Regions from separate parts of the Mus musculus genome. Here region 1 is linked to region 2. The links are chromatin contacts, called in public Hi-C maps. All regions are on one chromosome and are shown on one strand. Each heading gives the region's core, a stretch centred on a gene start, on an enhancer-like site or on the middle of the called end of the contact. The rest is flanking DNA. Distances are from core to core; before and after follow the strand shown. Region 1 has its middle 110 kb from the start of Gm34482. Region 2 has its middle 9.9 kb from the start of Gm22150.

Region 1 (7,260 bases), core at 967-3,466, 370 kb after region 2:
TTTATCACTCTTCTCCTTACTTTTTAAGCATTAAATTACAATTTTTATGTATTTATTTTGTAGGTCTAAGTGTGTGTGTGTGTGTGTGTGTGTGTGTGTGTGTGTGTACGTAAAAGCATGTCATGTGTGTCACAGTATTCATGTGAAGATCAGAGGATGACTTGTCAATTTATATTTTTGAGATGGGCTCTCCCACTGAATCTGGGACTTGCTGGTTTTGGCTAGGTTGGCTGGCGAGTAAACCTAGAGAATCCACTCACCTCATGCTACCTCTTCTACTTCTGCTTAGCGCTTGGTTACAGACGCCTGCTATTAAATCTAGCTTCTTATGGGGGTTGGGCTCTGAACTAAGACTCCCATGCTTGCACAGCAGACATTTAACCTACTAGCCATTCCCTAGGCTACTTATTTCTTAACCGTTAAAGCCCAGCCTCAGCTTGCATCAATCTGCCACCCATCAGCACTAGAGGGATATGTCACCCCTTCCCTTTCTATATCCATGAATGGAGTCTTCAGAAAACACTCTACCTTCTTCCTCTTACTTTCTAAGTAAGAGCTACACCACTGCTAACCCTGCTTCTGCTGTCACATGTGACACATGTGTGTCTACCTCTGCGTGTAGAAAATCCTGTTGACTTCCCAAGGACAGTTCATATTCCACCTCTTCTGCCAGGCTTTCCCAATCTTTCCAACTGACCTTTGTGATGTCTGATTCTTAGTCCTCCCATGCTGTATCTCAGGGTTCTCTGCACCCCACATAGCAGTTATTCATGCTCACCCTCATGTCTTTCACATATTTGCACACCTCCTAAACACTTTCCAGAATTAAAGCAGTCTGATGGCTTAAGAATGCAAAGACCCATAGCAACTTAACAATTTGTATAGTCCCAGCCATTTGTGAACCACAGCAGGATGGGGATGTGCGACATCTAAACTTCATCGACAGGTTTGAAATCACTTGGAAGATGCATTTTTTATTAAAAAAATATTCATTTATTTTTTTTGTATGTGTATTGATGTTTTCCTGTGCATATGTATGGGCATCATTGGTCATGCCTGGTGCCGGCAGAAGCCAAAAGGGAGCACGGGATTCCCTGGAATTGGAGTTATTTACTGATGGCTTAAAGCTGCCAAGTTGTAAACTGATCTCAGCTCCTCTGCAAGAGAAGCAAGTGCTATCAACCATAAGGCAGTCTCTCCAACCTCTAGGAAACGCACTTCTCAGTGTTTCTTTGAGCGCATTTCCAGAGATGCTCAATTGTGGAAAGGCCTACCCTAAATGTGGGAGGTATCACACCTAGATAAGCGTCTCAGCCTAAACAAACAAAATGGCAAAAAGCAGAAAGCCAGCTAGGCATGGTGTTCATCTCTCTCTGCCTCCTACCTGAGGATACAACAAGAACAGCTTCATCACATTCCTTCCAACATCCCTTCCATGCCAGGATGAACATGATTCTCTGAAACCTTTAGCCAAAATCAGCCATTCCTTAAGGGGCTCTCTTATATCAGATGCCTTCAGAAACAGAAAAGGTAGTTGCTGTAGGACCCTCATTTCTCTCAGCCCAAGTAGCAGCAATCAAAGCTTAGGGCCTAACACAGGGCCTAACAGGCAAAAAAATCACATCCTCTCTCCTTGTTCTTGCTTCCTCTTTTATACAAATAAAAATAATAGACTTATGATATTAATACAAGCTTATAGCTTGTGCATAAGCTTGCAATATTAATGAGAAGTGCTTTTGCAAAGAATAGAAGTCTTCATAAATATTCCTTGAATGTCCTGTGAAATGGTAGGTGTATATCCATCAGGCAAGGCATGTATTTCCACCAGAACCCTGTTGCTACACTGGAGTTTTTCATTTGTTCACTAATGAAAGCACAGCATGGTACAGATCCCATTCAAAGTGCTGTCAAATTTACCAGTAACATTAGGGAGACACAGGTATTACTCTCATGTTGCAGAAAACTAGGGCTACTGATAGGTAGAGCAGGGTCCCAGTCCTGCGATGTATCCCAGCGAACCTTCTGGGCCCAATGGGAACTGAGCCCAGTGGGAGGAAAGCATCAGGAAACTGAGCCTCCTTGGGTTAAAACTGCAACAGTGTTTCCAGCTGGGCAGTCAGATTGAGTTCCAGGATTTACTGGGACTATGCTCCCCAGCTGGGCTGGACACAGTCTTGCATCCTGCCTCCGTGTGCCTGGCGGGTGACAGGGAAGATTTGGAATTTCTGGGGCTGAGCTGGCAGTGATCTCCTCGAGCCAGGAGTGGGGCTGCTCTGATGAGTAGATAATTAGGATGCTTCTTTCAGCTGCAGATAAAGTCCAGAGCCTCACTCCAGCCATTATCCTGCCAACCCTAATAGAGCCAGATTGATGGATACAGCACGGAGGGAATTTGGAACATTCTTGCTCACACTATATCACACTCAATAACCGCTCGTGCACAATGTGGGACTTTTATAAGCCATTACAAAATCCATTTTGAAACGTCTCTGGGTGCGACAGCCAGCTGCAAAGCATCTGAAGTATCCCTGACATTTGGGCTTTGGTGGAGCTTGCGAGAACACAGAGAATGGAGAGCAATGGCGAGAGCACCCGAGCTGGCCAAGAGAATCGCATCATAAGCTCAGCAGATGGTAGCACTACAGCCCACTGTTCATCTTAGAGTGTACCTCAGCAAGAGCACTAATCCTTCTTGTTAGACAAGAACAGAAACCCCCCTACACCCCTAAATGCTTTCCATATGTTCTATTGTCTTCCCAGCACTTCAAGTCTACCTCAAAAGCCCCCAACTTAGCAACCTTCATATTAATGCTAAACATATTACATCAGTTCTAACACTGATATGTTTAATATGAATACAATTAAAGTTACTCCAACATAATCCTGATGAGATAAACAGCACTGCTTTATTATAAACGTCCCTGCAAGGTCCCTTGTAAAATATTATCAATGTTAATAGGAGCCCCCTCCACCCACCCAGATACTTGGGCTAAACAATGCCACTGCCTCCCTACTAATAACAAATATGTCCAGCGATTTAAACATCGGTACATCCAATGTAAACACCATTATAGCTAATGTAAAACAGTTACCCGGCCTCAGCTCCACAAGCCTTCAACCAGAAAGCTTCGGAAGAGAAATAACTGTTTCCTCAACAAGGATGCATTACAGCCTGCTGGTGCCATTTGCAATAGATTACTTAAGCCCATAAAGAAATGAAAATTGCAGGCCTGCTTTGAGCCAGAAATGATGAAATCGGAGAGCACAGGCACAGTATAGCATGGCATAGGCCTGCTTCTACCCAGGGAATGTGGGCCTGTGAGGTTGGGGCAAACTCTCCCTGAGTACAATATACAGCCAGAGAAGCCCAGCACCCAAGCCTTGTTGGTCCTGTCTCCAGTTCATGGCTTCTGCTCACACAGGCATGAAGCCCAAGACTGACCTGCCCAGAGCTGATGACTTGGTTGCTCAAATATGTGCATAAGGTTAGCTAGCATAGCATGACCAAGGGTGAGGACCATTGCTATGGTTTCTACCTTCCATTATAGAACGTCCCTTTCCTTTTCAGATGCTAGAGAAAGTCAAGCCTTTTGGCCAGAGACCTAGAGCCTTTTCCAGAACCTCTGAAATGATCAGGGAAATCCACAAACAAGCCCAAGGCCCATCCACACCACACCTGAGTTTCTTTCTTGCCCATCTCCCTTTCCTCTTCATCTCGGTGACTGGCAGGTTCCCCATCATTTTTGAGCACTTATTTCAGGAAATTTCTTGAGTATGATTCCAAGTTTTCACCCTGGTTTCTTTTCTTTTTCTCTATTCATCAGACCCACTCCTTTTATATGTGTAGACACCACACTTTGCCTTGGGGGCCTCTGAAGGGCAACCCTAGTAAAAAGCAGTTTCAAAATCTCCATTTTGTACAGGTGTATAAGGTGTTTGTGTGACACCGTGAACTAGCCTTCTTGACTTCCCTCAAGATGTCTCTGAGAAATTTGCAGAGGGGAATATTGCCCTTGGGGGATGATCTATGATATTTACTATAGCAGCCACAGAATTATAAGGTTCCATTATGACTCAGGGAACAGAAAGGGATTTCCAAGTGAATTATCCCTCAAATATTTCAACAAACACTAACCACTTCACATTGTTAAGATCTCTCTCTCTCTCTCTGTCTTTCTCTGTCTCTGTGTCTCTCTGTCTCTGTCTCTCTGTCTCTCTGTCTCTCTCTCTCTCTCTGTGTGCATGTGTGCATGAATGCCCACAGAGGCAAAAAAGACTGTCAGCTTTCCTGGAGCTGTAGTTATAGGCTGTTGTAAGTTGCCCAATGTGGGTGCTAGGAACCAAACCTAAATCCTCTGCAAGAGCAGCAAGTACTCTTAACCACTGAGACGTCTCTACAGCCTCTACCTCATGTTAAACTACATTTACAGAAAAAAAAATGCAAGTTTCTCATTTCTATGGATGAGAGAACTTTTTACAGCTGAGAAATACTCATTTTCTTGGGGTGACTCTGAGAACAAGAATCTGAACATATCCTTCAAATCATGTCCTGGGGTGTTCAGCCAACAGGTGTAGTTCAGGAAAACTTGAGATGGTCATCATTGGCGCTTTTGACATTTGGGACAATATTGTTCTTTGTGGTGTGATCTGGAAATGAATTAAGGCAAACTCAGATGTAAATTCTTATTTGCTTCCTTAACTGCCTGGGTGGTCCCCACTGCAGGAACATAAGCCATCTGAGCATCAGTTTCCTCACTTGTACAGCGGGATTGGTGGTACTGTGTTTGAGGCCTGGTGGCACACTAGCTAGGCTTTGCATATGTTTATTCCTGATGCCAAGTTATGGCTGTCACACTTCTCATTTGAGTCCTGTATCAAGCACCTTCTCTTGGAATGAGCCTGTGAGTGTGCAGGGCCTGGACAGGGTCTCATTTCCCCAAAATATGGAAAAATGGAGAGCTGGGATTTTATTCCTGCTAAACATCACATTATTAATGCCAGGCCACTCTTTCCTAATAAAATCCCAAGCCATGTAAACACCAGTATAGCTTTCAATTTGTAGTCAGATTAAATGCCAGCAGTGCTTGGTTCTTATTTTATTTTACTTTTTAATTTTATTTTTATTATTTTTAAACTGAAATCTTTACAGTGGATTTGAAAGCAAGCTATTTTCTGCCTTTGGAGAAATGTAGGTTTTGGAAAGCGAGTTTTGGAATGTTTCAGCTTCAATCAGAGTGGAAGGGAGAAGAAAAAAGAAAGAAAGAAAGAAAGAAAGAAAGAAAGAAAGAAAGAAAGAAAGAAAGAAAGAAAGAAAGAAAGAAAAAAACCTTAGTCAACTCATATGATAGAATTTCTGCACCCGGATTCACACTCTCCTTTAGGCGGTGCCCTATGGAGTGAAGTGCACGGAAAGGAGTGGGATTTGTCATGAATGCTATTTTATGTCTCTGAAAAAGCAGGTGTTTATTGTTGTGCTTTAAGCTGTAGCCCTATGTCTAAGCCATCCAGGGAAGAAGTCATTTCATGGAGAGGGGAGACTAATTCTCTATCCAAAAAATTTACATCTCCATCATGGTTCCTTCTGGTTCAAGAGCCTTATCCTCTCTCCATGTCCATGGAGCACTGAAGGATCCAGCAAAGAATCAACAAATTTTATCCTTAGGTGCCCTCACCCCTACACGTCTACCTTTGCTCCACACCAGGTATGGAAAGGAGTGGACAAGCCTGAAGAAAGAAACCATGCCTGTTTTACTCTTTGTTTGGAAGCTTTGGGGACAACTCGGGCTTTATTCAGAGTTCAGGGACAGAGGCACAAGGTGCTTCCTACAGGGGAAGTCTGAAACCAGCAGCCTATTGATAAATAGAGTGGAATCAGAGACAAGCAGGGTGTGTGGGAGCTATTCACTGCCTATGGAAATCAACCTGCAAAGAGGGGCATCCTGAGGAAACAGGCTACCTCTTAGTCCAGAGCCAATCTCAGAAAACGCCACAAAACATCAAGTAGTGTGGCCCACGTCAGCTTGGCTCTTGTCCTTGTTCGGGCCTATTGGAAAGCCCTCTATGGATATCTCTGGAGCACCATTCAATGAATCAAGGCCTCACTTGGACAACCTTCTTATCTTATGTTTCGCTAGGCCACCTGTTCCTATGACTTCAATGAACATCATGATATAGATAAAAATCATCACGTTTGCCTTCAGCCCAGGCATGGATGGTTGGTAGGTCCACCAATCTTCCAGAAACCTCTGCTTGATCTGCTGCATCTACCCAAAATCACCCCCTGACCCCTTTGGTTTACCATCCTCCTGGGAAATGCCTTATAACACTTAGCATGTGGTTCTCTGACTCATAGCTTTATACACATCCCCTTCATTGGCCTTTTTCCTCAAGGCAGACATGTTGTTCTGTTACCTGCACAGAGGTAGGCTCCTCAATGATTAAGTCTCTAGAGTTAAATCTGCCACAAAGCAAGTGTCTATCCCCACAGCTAGTCATGGGCCACTGGGTATAGGGGCAGGTTCTCTAATTGTTTGATTGGGCCAATAAAAATGGCAGAAGCCAATCCTTGGGCAAAGATACAGAAGCAGGTTTTCAGGGTCTGAGGAAGAAGAGAAGGAGATGAGATAGAGAAAGAGGCTTTTTGGCCAGGCTTTGAAGAGAGGAACATGAACATCACGTAGGTTGGGGGCTATTAGAACTGGTGGTCTCTGCCACCAGAAGAATTCTAGTACAGGAGAGCTGATTTTAAAATATTAAGATTGTCTGGTGTTTTCCATCTGCGGTAACTCAGGTGGGCAGGAGAAAGGTTACAGCCACAGGGCGGTCATTGGCAGTTGGTGGAGCTGCCAGGGAGGTCAGTAGGTGGAACATAGCTCCAGGCGTTCTCAGGAGGGATGGATGTTGAATGGTTTGGCAAAGCACTCTCAGGGAAAATACCAGCAGGCAACATGGTGGCAGCTGTTCTCAGAGCAGAGCCAGGAACTGGGGGGTGGCGGGAGCTCTCATGAAGGAGCAAGCATGAATTTTAAAAGTACATGCAACACGTGGGAATTTAGCAAATCTGTGAAGTTACAGTGGGGACCTCCTCTTGCTCTTTGGTGATAAAGAGGCTCACAAAAATAGGACCTTCATCCACTTCCACTCCCTGCTCTTTCCAAATGCCCTGACAGTCTACCAGCCCAAGGTTTTGGGCCAAGGGTGGGCCCCGGGCAAAGCATTTCACATTCATTTCTGCTTGGCCCATCTTGTATCACCCTGCAT
Region 2 (7,158 bases), core at 1,425-3,924:
ATGAAGTTGTGTGGAGGTCATCCTTGCCTGTTCAATCCTGAGCAACCTTCCTGGCAAAGGATGGACTATAACCTGCTAACCTTGAATACATTATTATAAGGGAAAGCAGCTGACCAACAAAGTGTGGGGGGTTTCTCCATTTATATGAAGATCAGAGTCGTTAATTCGTGGGGAGAGCTTTTGAGGCCACTTCTAGGAATTTGGCCGGAATTTGACATTGGACTAGGACAACCTTGTAGGCTCAAGGTAAATACAGCTGAGGAATGTATTGTATTCCTTGTATCTTGGTCATTCTGATAAACCCCTAAACACAGTGACCTCTCCTGACTTTGATCATTGCCTTGTTTGTTCCTTGACTACTTTGTTTATGCTTTTATGTTCCTTGGCTGTTCTGTTTATGCCTTAGGACTGATCATATTCTTTGTTTGTACCTAGAATGACATAAAAGCAGACTGGAAAAAAAAAACAGAACAAAACAAAATGGATTCAGCTTCAGAACTGGCTGGGGTCAGGTTAGAGTGTTGTCTAATTGTCTTTTTCTTTTCAATCCTCCCTCCCTCCCTGGAGAACCCATCCACTCACTGAGCTGGCTTAGTCAAGGGAAAACGTGTGGAAACACATACAGGAAGGATGGAGATATCACAGTGATAGAAAGTAAGGGTGGCGTGGACAGGGCCTGTGTGGAGACCAGCAAGCATTCATCAAGGGGAACAAAGTTAGGAAATTACTGATAATATTGATACATATACAATGATACAAATGTATCAAAAGAAGCCTAAACTAGGGCCCGGCATGGTGGCCCATGCCTTTAATCCCAGCAGTGGCTGTCCTGTAACTCACTCTGTAGACTAGGCTGGCCTCAGACTCAGAAATCCGCCTGCCTCTGCCTCCCAAGTGCTGGGATTAAAGGCCTGAGCCACCACTGCCCGGGTGATCTATGAAAATTTTTGGCTCATTCTAGTCATACAAACACAATGTAGAAAAGGAACACAATCAAGGTCAGGACCTAAGTTGTGAAAGCATGAACTTCTGCTCCCAGAAGACACATTTGTAGAAGAGCCCAGATTGCCAGCTGACAGTATGTAAGGGAGAAAACTCAGATACCAGGAGACAAGGAATCCCCTGTCCTGCTATCTACTCAGTGCTGGAACTTTCCACTCTCTGCCCATCCACCAATCCACCCACCTACCCTCAAACACACACACACACACACACACACACACACACACACACACACACACACGGCTATCCATTCCTCTATCAACTCATCCATTCATCCATCCATAAATCAATCCTCATTCACTTGCCTATTTCTCCACCCAGTCACTGATTCATCTATGCATCTATCCATTTATCCACCCATCACTCACCCACCCATCTACCCACTCATTTATCCATCCATCTATCCACATACTCACCCATACACACATTCATCTATTTGTCCCTTCCTCCCTGTCTCTCCCTCTGCCCTCCATCTATCCACCATCCATCCATCCATCTATCCATAGACTCATCCCTCTATCCACCCATCTACCCTATCCACCCATCTATTCACCCATTGATCATCTATCATCCTTTATCCTTGGATATACACCAGCCATTACTTAGATTCTAGGACCCAGGAACTGAATCGAATACTGGAGACATTGAGGCTCGGTGAGACTCAGCCTTAATCATCAGTGTGAATTGAGCCAGTGAAGAGATGAGCAGGAAGGTGAAAGATGCTAGTGCAGGGCTTCCTGTGTCACTGTGTAACTCTCAGGAATGGGAGCAAACAGGAGCTCACGGTGAGGGTCCTGACTGGGTCGTCTCAGAGGAAGGGACTCCTAAAATGTCTATTGCAAAATTCATAGGTACTAGCCAGGCAGGAAAGAGAAGGTGAGCGGTGGGTATAGACTAGAAGGCCTTGGGAGAGGCAGAGGAGCTTCGGGTACAAAGCCTGGAATCTGGGGAGAGTGGAGTCAGTGAGAGGAGCAGTGAGTGATTCTAGATAGCTAAAGCAGAGGGTGGGAAGGGCTAGGATTGCTTTTGACCTTGGAGGCCCCAGGGCACTGTTATTTTCCAAGGCCCCACTCCCACATCCTATCATACACATTGAAATTCACCCACTTTGCATATCAAATGAGTTATATATAGCTAACTGGGGAGGCCAGTTGCAAAGACAGTTGACATAATGTTACCTTTTGTAGACATTTAATTACACACTCATCAATTTCAACTTGGCAACCTCCTCATTTTTGGGAAATGTGGGCGCGGACAGAGCAGCTGTAGAAAACAAATGTGGTAGCTCGGCTTACAATACCTGGTCTGCAGTCAGTAGTGGAGAGTGGGTCGCTGTAGGAAGTGAGCCCCAGGGCCATCTAAGGGCCTCCACCAAGGGCTTCTGGTGCCTAGAAGAGAAATGCCTTAAGGGTTTTTAAAACAGAAGGCTGAGCTGGGCCACTCCAGAAAGCACAGGTGGAAGTCTAGAAATAGGAAGTCAGGGAGAACTGCGTAGGACTTCAGGTGCAAAATTGGGAAGGATAGTCTACCCTGGGGTCCCCGAAGGGGCATTTGCAGACCTTCTACTGCTCCTCCAGGCCTGGCAGGAGTCAGTTCCCAGAGCCCAGGATGGGCCTGGGCAGTTGGTGGCACAAGAAAAGAAGCCTCCTTCCTCCAGAGGGCGTCACAGGACAGCTTTTCCCAAAGGAAGGCCGCATAGGCAGCAGCTGCCAGGGCAGGCTTTGGCTGGCTGATAACAATTACTGAGCTGGGCAGGAAGTCAGTACCTATGGAGACAGACTGGAAGGAGCCTCGTTATGGGAGAAGGAGCCTGGCTCTCTAGCCTAGCTGAGGCCAAGGGTCACAGAGGAAAACAAACAAACAAACAAACCCCAAACCAAACCTAACAAAACCTCCAAGGCATGTGAAAAATTCAGGGGCTCCCAACCTCTCTGTGTTGGATGGAGGACTAGTCAGGCTCCAACTTACCCAAGAGAAAACAGACCAAGGAGCAAAGCGGCTTGGATGGGGGCTTCCGAGCATGTTGGAGGCAGTCCAGGACCAGAGGCTAGCCCTGTCTTGGCACTCACCCTCCTTTAATTAGGTGTGTGGCTGTGTCACGTTGTGCTGCTCAGAGACATTGCAGATAACAGCAAGTGGAAGGCATCTGCCACACACTGGGCTCTGTGCTAAACACTTGATTCTTATTATTGACCTCCATCCACATGAAGGGATGACACACTCCCGGAGGCTGTGTCGTGTTACCCCAGTTTCCCCCCACAAGAAAACTGATCCACTGCAGGCTGAAGCTATGCTTGCCTTAAAATCACGCAGCTGTGCCAACACAGCCAGGCAAACTCTCACAGGGTCTCTCCCACCCAGCCCCAGGGCTCTATTTTAATTCTCAGGAGGAGATAACAATGCCAAATTATCTTCTAAGAATAGGTAATTTCTGTCCTGTGAAGGAGCTTTTTAGTGCTGGTGAATGGATCCGTATACTATTTGTATTTTCAAATAGGGATGCTCCCTGTAGTTGATCTTCAGCCAGGAAATTAAATTAACCAGGACACTTCTAGCCCTGAGCACTCTGGCTGGGTAGTTAATGGAGACTTCACAATGCCAGCTATGCGATTTAGGATCACATCACAGAGTAAATTGCCCTCCGGAGGATCCTAAATCTTCAAAAACAATCTCTAATCCTCACATTTGGGCAGGAAGGGCCCTTAGACATCAACGTTCAGGGGACCCTGGGCCTCAGAGAGAGACAGACAGCCACTTCTCCAAACTCACGGAACAGACAGAACTCAAGACAAGAACCGCTTCTAGTCATGGAGTGAGCCCTCCACTCCAAAGTTCAGTTGGATATTGGCAAAATGGAAGGCTGTTCGACTGGTGTTCATGTCCTCTCCACTCCCACAACCCACAACTGTAGTGTCCAGACCATACGTCTTGGCTTCGTGGTAGATTGTGTTTGACGCAGTCACTCCTAGGAGGAGCCTTTCTGTATCCATTCAACAAATGTTTCCCATGGGGACCAAGGGGAGCTCAGCCAACAGGAACCTTAAAATCTTGCTCTCAGGGGGTTTATAGTGTAAAACTGGGGGAGGAACACAGAGAGGGTTGCCACCTGCCAAGCCTGCCTTAACCGGATGGATGGTACGAGGAAAGAGGGAAGGAGCTGGGTATGTGAACTTTGTGATTTGAATAGCAAGGAAGAAGAGAAGACTGCTGAACTGAAAGCATTGTAGATAGAAGATTAAGTTCAAAGGCTCTGGGGCCAATAACATGCTTTTTGAGAGAACGGAGAACTCTAAGGCTTTCTATAGAAATCCGGGTGCCATTTTCAACATTCAGAGTGTACACTGTAAAAAGAAAAAAGGGAAATGAGTAAAATTAACTTGTGTTTTCTTAATACAGGAAACAAACAAAAATACTAATAAAATTGAGCTTTGCTGAATAGTCTCTAATCTCTCTCCCTCTTTTTTTTGTATTAGGGAAACAGAGACAGGAGGATGAGTTCAAAGCCAATCTGGGCAACATAATGAGACCATGTCTTAATATATCTAATTAAGAAAAAAAACCGGGGATATAGCCTACTGGTAGAGTGCTTGCCTACCACGCGTGAGCCCCTAGTTCCATATACCTGCTACCAAAAGCAAACAAACAATCACACTCCCCCCTCACCCATGTTATATCTCCAACATATAGTACAGATTAGAAGCACATGTCAAGTCCTCATTAATCATGGATGCCTATTGGCTAGTAATATGAGACCAGAGTGGGTGTGATTGCCAGAGTTTGGGAGAAAGGGTTCTAGAATCGAAACCTCTCAGGTCTGGACCTTCAAATCCTATTAGGGCTCTCTGCCCTCATGAGGGTCGAGGCACACAGACGGGAAAGCCACATGCTGGCGTCCTCAGAGGCCTCTTGGTCGCTTCCCAGGACCTGTTCTGAGGAGGCCCGCTTGTGCACACGTGGGAAAGCTGCGTGCTGGCCCCGGGCCTGGAGCCACCTCCCGCGCCCACTCGGCCAGGTCTCATTCCAGAAGCGGCGTCCGCCCAGGTGAGGTGAGGCCTCTCTTCCAGCCGTTCAGCCCCGCCCCTTGGACACGGTTTTGGTTTTCGGGTGCAGACAGGTCTGCATTCCTCTGAAGAGGCCCGCTCGGCCCCATCAAAGCCAGCGACAGAGCCACATCACAGTCACCCATGATACCAGCCTGCAGTTCCAGCGAGCACCACGAGGGGCGCAGGCGGGACGGGCCATGCTGGCTCAGATGCCTCTGTGGACTTTCTCCTGGAGTCCTGGGGGCTTTGCTCCCACCACTACCTTCCTTTCACCATCACTCAATCCGTCTGTGCTGTGCTGTCAGCGGTCGCCTGGATTCCCATAGTTTTCTTGAACAACTGATAGGATGGGGGGGAGGGGGGCGGGGGAGAATCCCAGCTGTGAGCCAGACGCAGAAAAAATAGAGGTGCTTTGGGAGCCCTCTATTTGGGGTGATGATGATTCGTGGAGAAGTCCGTGAATCCGAAGTCTGTACATTCCGAGACTGGAGCCAGGAACAAAAAAGATTCCACTGTTCGGATGTTTTCACCCCTGAGGCTGAAATAACAGCGGAGGCCTGACTACCCACGTGGTGTCTGTGGCCAGAATAGGACCCACATAATAATGGCTTAGATCAGGGAAGGGCCTTTCCCATTCCATGATGCAATATTGTCATGACAGCAAAAACAAGGCTCCGCCAGCTGAAGTAGGTACACAATGGCGCCTTGCCTCTGCCCTGCCCACACCTCTGTGCCTTGCAGTAGCATTCCCTAAACGTGTGTGGAGTTGCAGGATTACAGAGAAGTGCCAGAGTCTAGAGGGACCTGCAATTGGCTGCTTCCCAGGGGACTAATGGGCCAGGCTGGTTCACTCTCCCTTAGCCACCCTTCAGCAAGAGAGGGCTATGTGGGTGGGCTATCATACCCACCTTTCTGTGATGTCCCTAAAGCTTCGATCACACTTTTGCAAGCAAGCTTACCTTAAACAGCCCTAACACAACGACCCAGACCAGCTAACCAGGGAACACAGGATATGATAGGTAGAAATCCACAAAATGGTTCTGTGAGCAAGCTCACTTTTGATTTTGTGACAGGAAAAAAAAAAATCGCCGGGCAGTGGTGGCACACGCCTTTAATCCCAGCACTTGGGAGGCAGAGGCAGGCAGATCTCTGAGTTCGAGGCCAGCCTGGTCTACAGAGTGAGTTCCAGGACAGTCAGGGCTATACAGAGAAACCCCGTCTCGAAAAAAAAAAATCATGGATTTGGGGGAGAGGAGTCCAAAGCTGTTAGGCCAGATTTATCTTGATAAAGTATTTATCTTGAAAGACTCCAGTTATAAAAGAGGATGTGAAGTTCAGTCCAAGCTGAGGGTGGCTTATCTCTTTCCTCAGCATAGGTGAGGTGACGCCAGGAGGTTCAGTATTTCAAGGATATCCCTAGACATATATCCTGTCCAAGGTTAGCCTTGGCTATATAAGCGCATCTCTCAGAAAAAAGGGCTAGGCTGTGAAGAGAGCACATATCTAGCACGCCCGAGGGCCTGAGTTCAATTCCTAACACAGAAAGAAGAAAGGAAGAAGGAGAGCAAAGGAAGAATTAAAAACAGGCCTAGGATCAGCAGAAGGGAGATTTCAAATATACAGATCAAAGGAGGTGGTCTGGGAGGGGCTTGATTGGGAAGGTGGGGTGGGGGTGAAGGAAGAGCCATTTCTTGTAATGTGTTTTGGGGCCTCCTGTGGACCACAGACTGAAAAAAAAAAAAAAGCCCACTCATGTCCTGTGAGCATGTTTGGCTCTGGCAGTACCCCTTAAAGGCAGAGGCCATTCTGAATCCACAGCTTCTATAGTTCACATTCCTGAGAGCTCCGAAAGAAGGAGAACGCTTTTGTAACTTGCTTGGTGATAAGGGTTGGTCTGGAGGAACGTGAATCAGTGTCTCTGTCAGTATGAATATCCATGCTCTATGCAAAAAAGCTGTAAGGTGCTTGATATTTGGGGTCCTGCCCTGAACTTCAGTGGGAATGCTCTGGTATATATATATATATATATATATATATATATATATATATATATATACACACACACACACACACACACACACACACACACACACACACACACACACACATATAT

What was found. A called contact is a pair of places that touch in the nucleus more often than the background predicts.
Region 1: a Hi-C map of the N1E-115 cell line shows a contact between it and region 2, with 8 times the contacts expected there. The contact joins two enhancer-like sites.

Annotation. Positions count from the first base shown.
Region 1 is chr4:55,841,670-55,848,929 of GRCm38.p6, forward strand. No RefSeq gene overlaps it. Among named protein-coding and RNA genes, the nearest start is that of Gm34482, 110 kb to the right of the region's middle. Within about 2 kb of position 2,217, at least 23 of the 459 cell types and tissues checked have an H3K27ac peak or open chromatin away from gene starts, as enhancers often do. A contact at or near this core is called in the N1E-115 cell line, where this site is marked.
Region 2 is chr4:55,475,432-55,482,589 of GRCm38.p6, forward strand. No RefSeq gene overlaps it. Among named protein-coding and RNA genes, the nearest start is that of Gm22150, 9.9 kb to the left of the region's middle. Within about 2 kb of position 2,675, at least 35 of the 459 cell types and tissues checked have an H3K27ac peak or open chromatin away from gene starts, as enhancers often do. A contact at or near this core is called in the N1E-115 cell line, where this site is marked.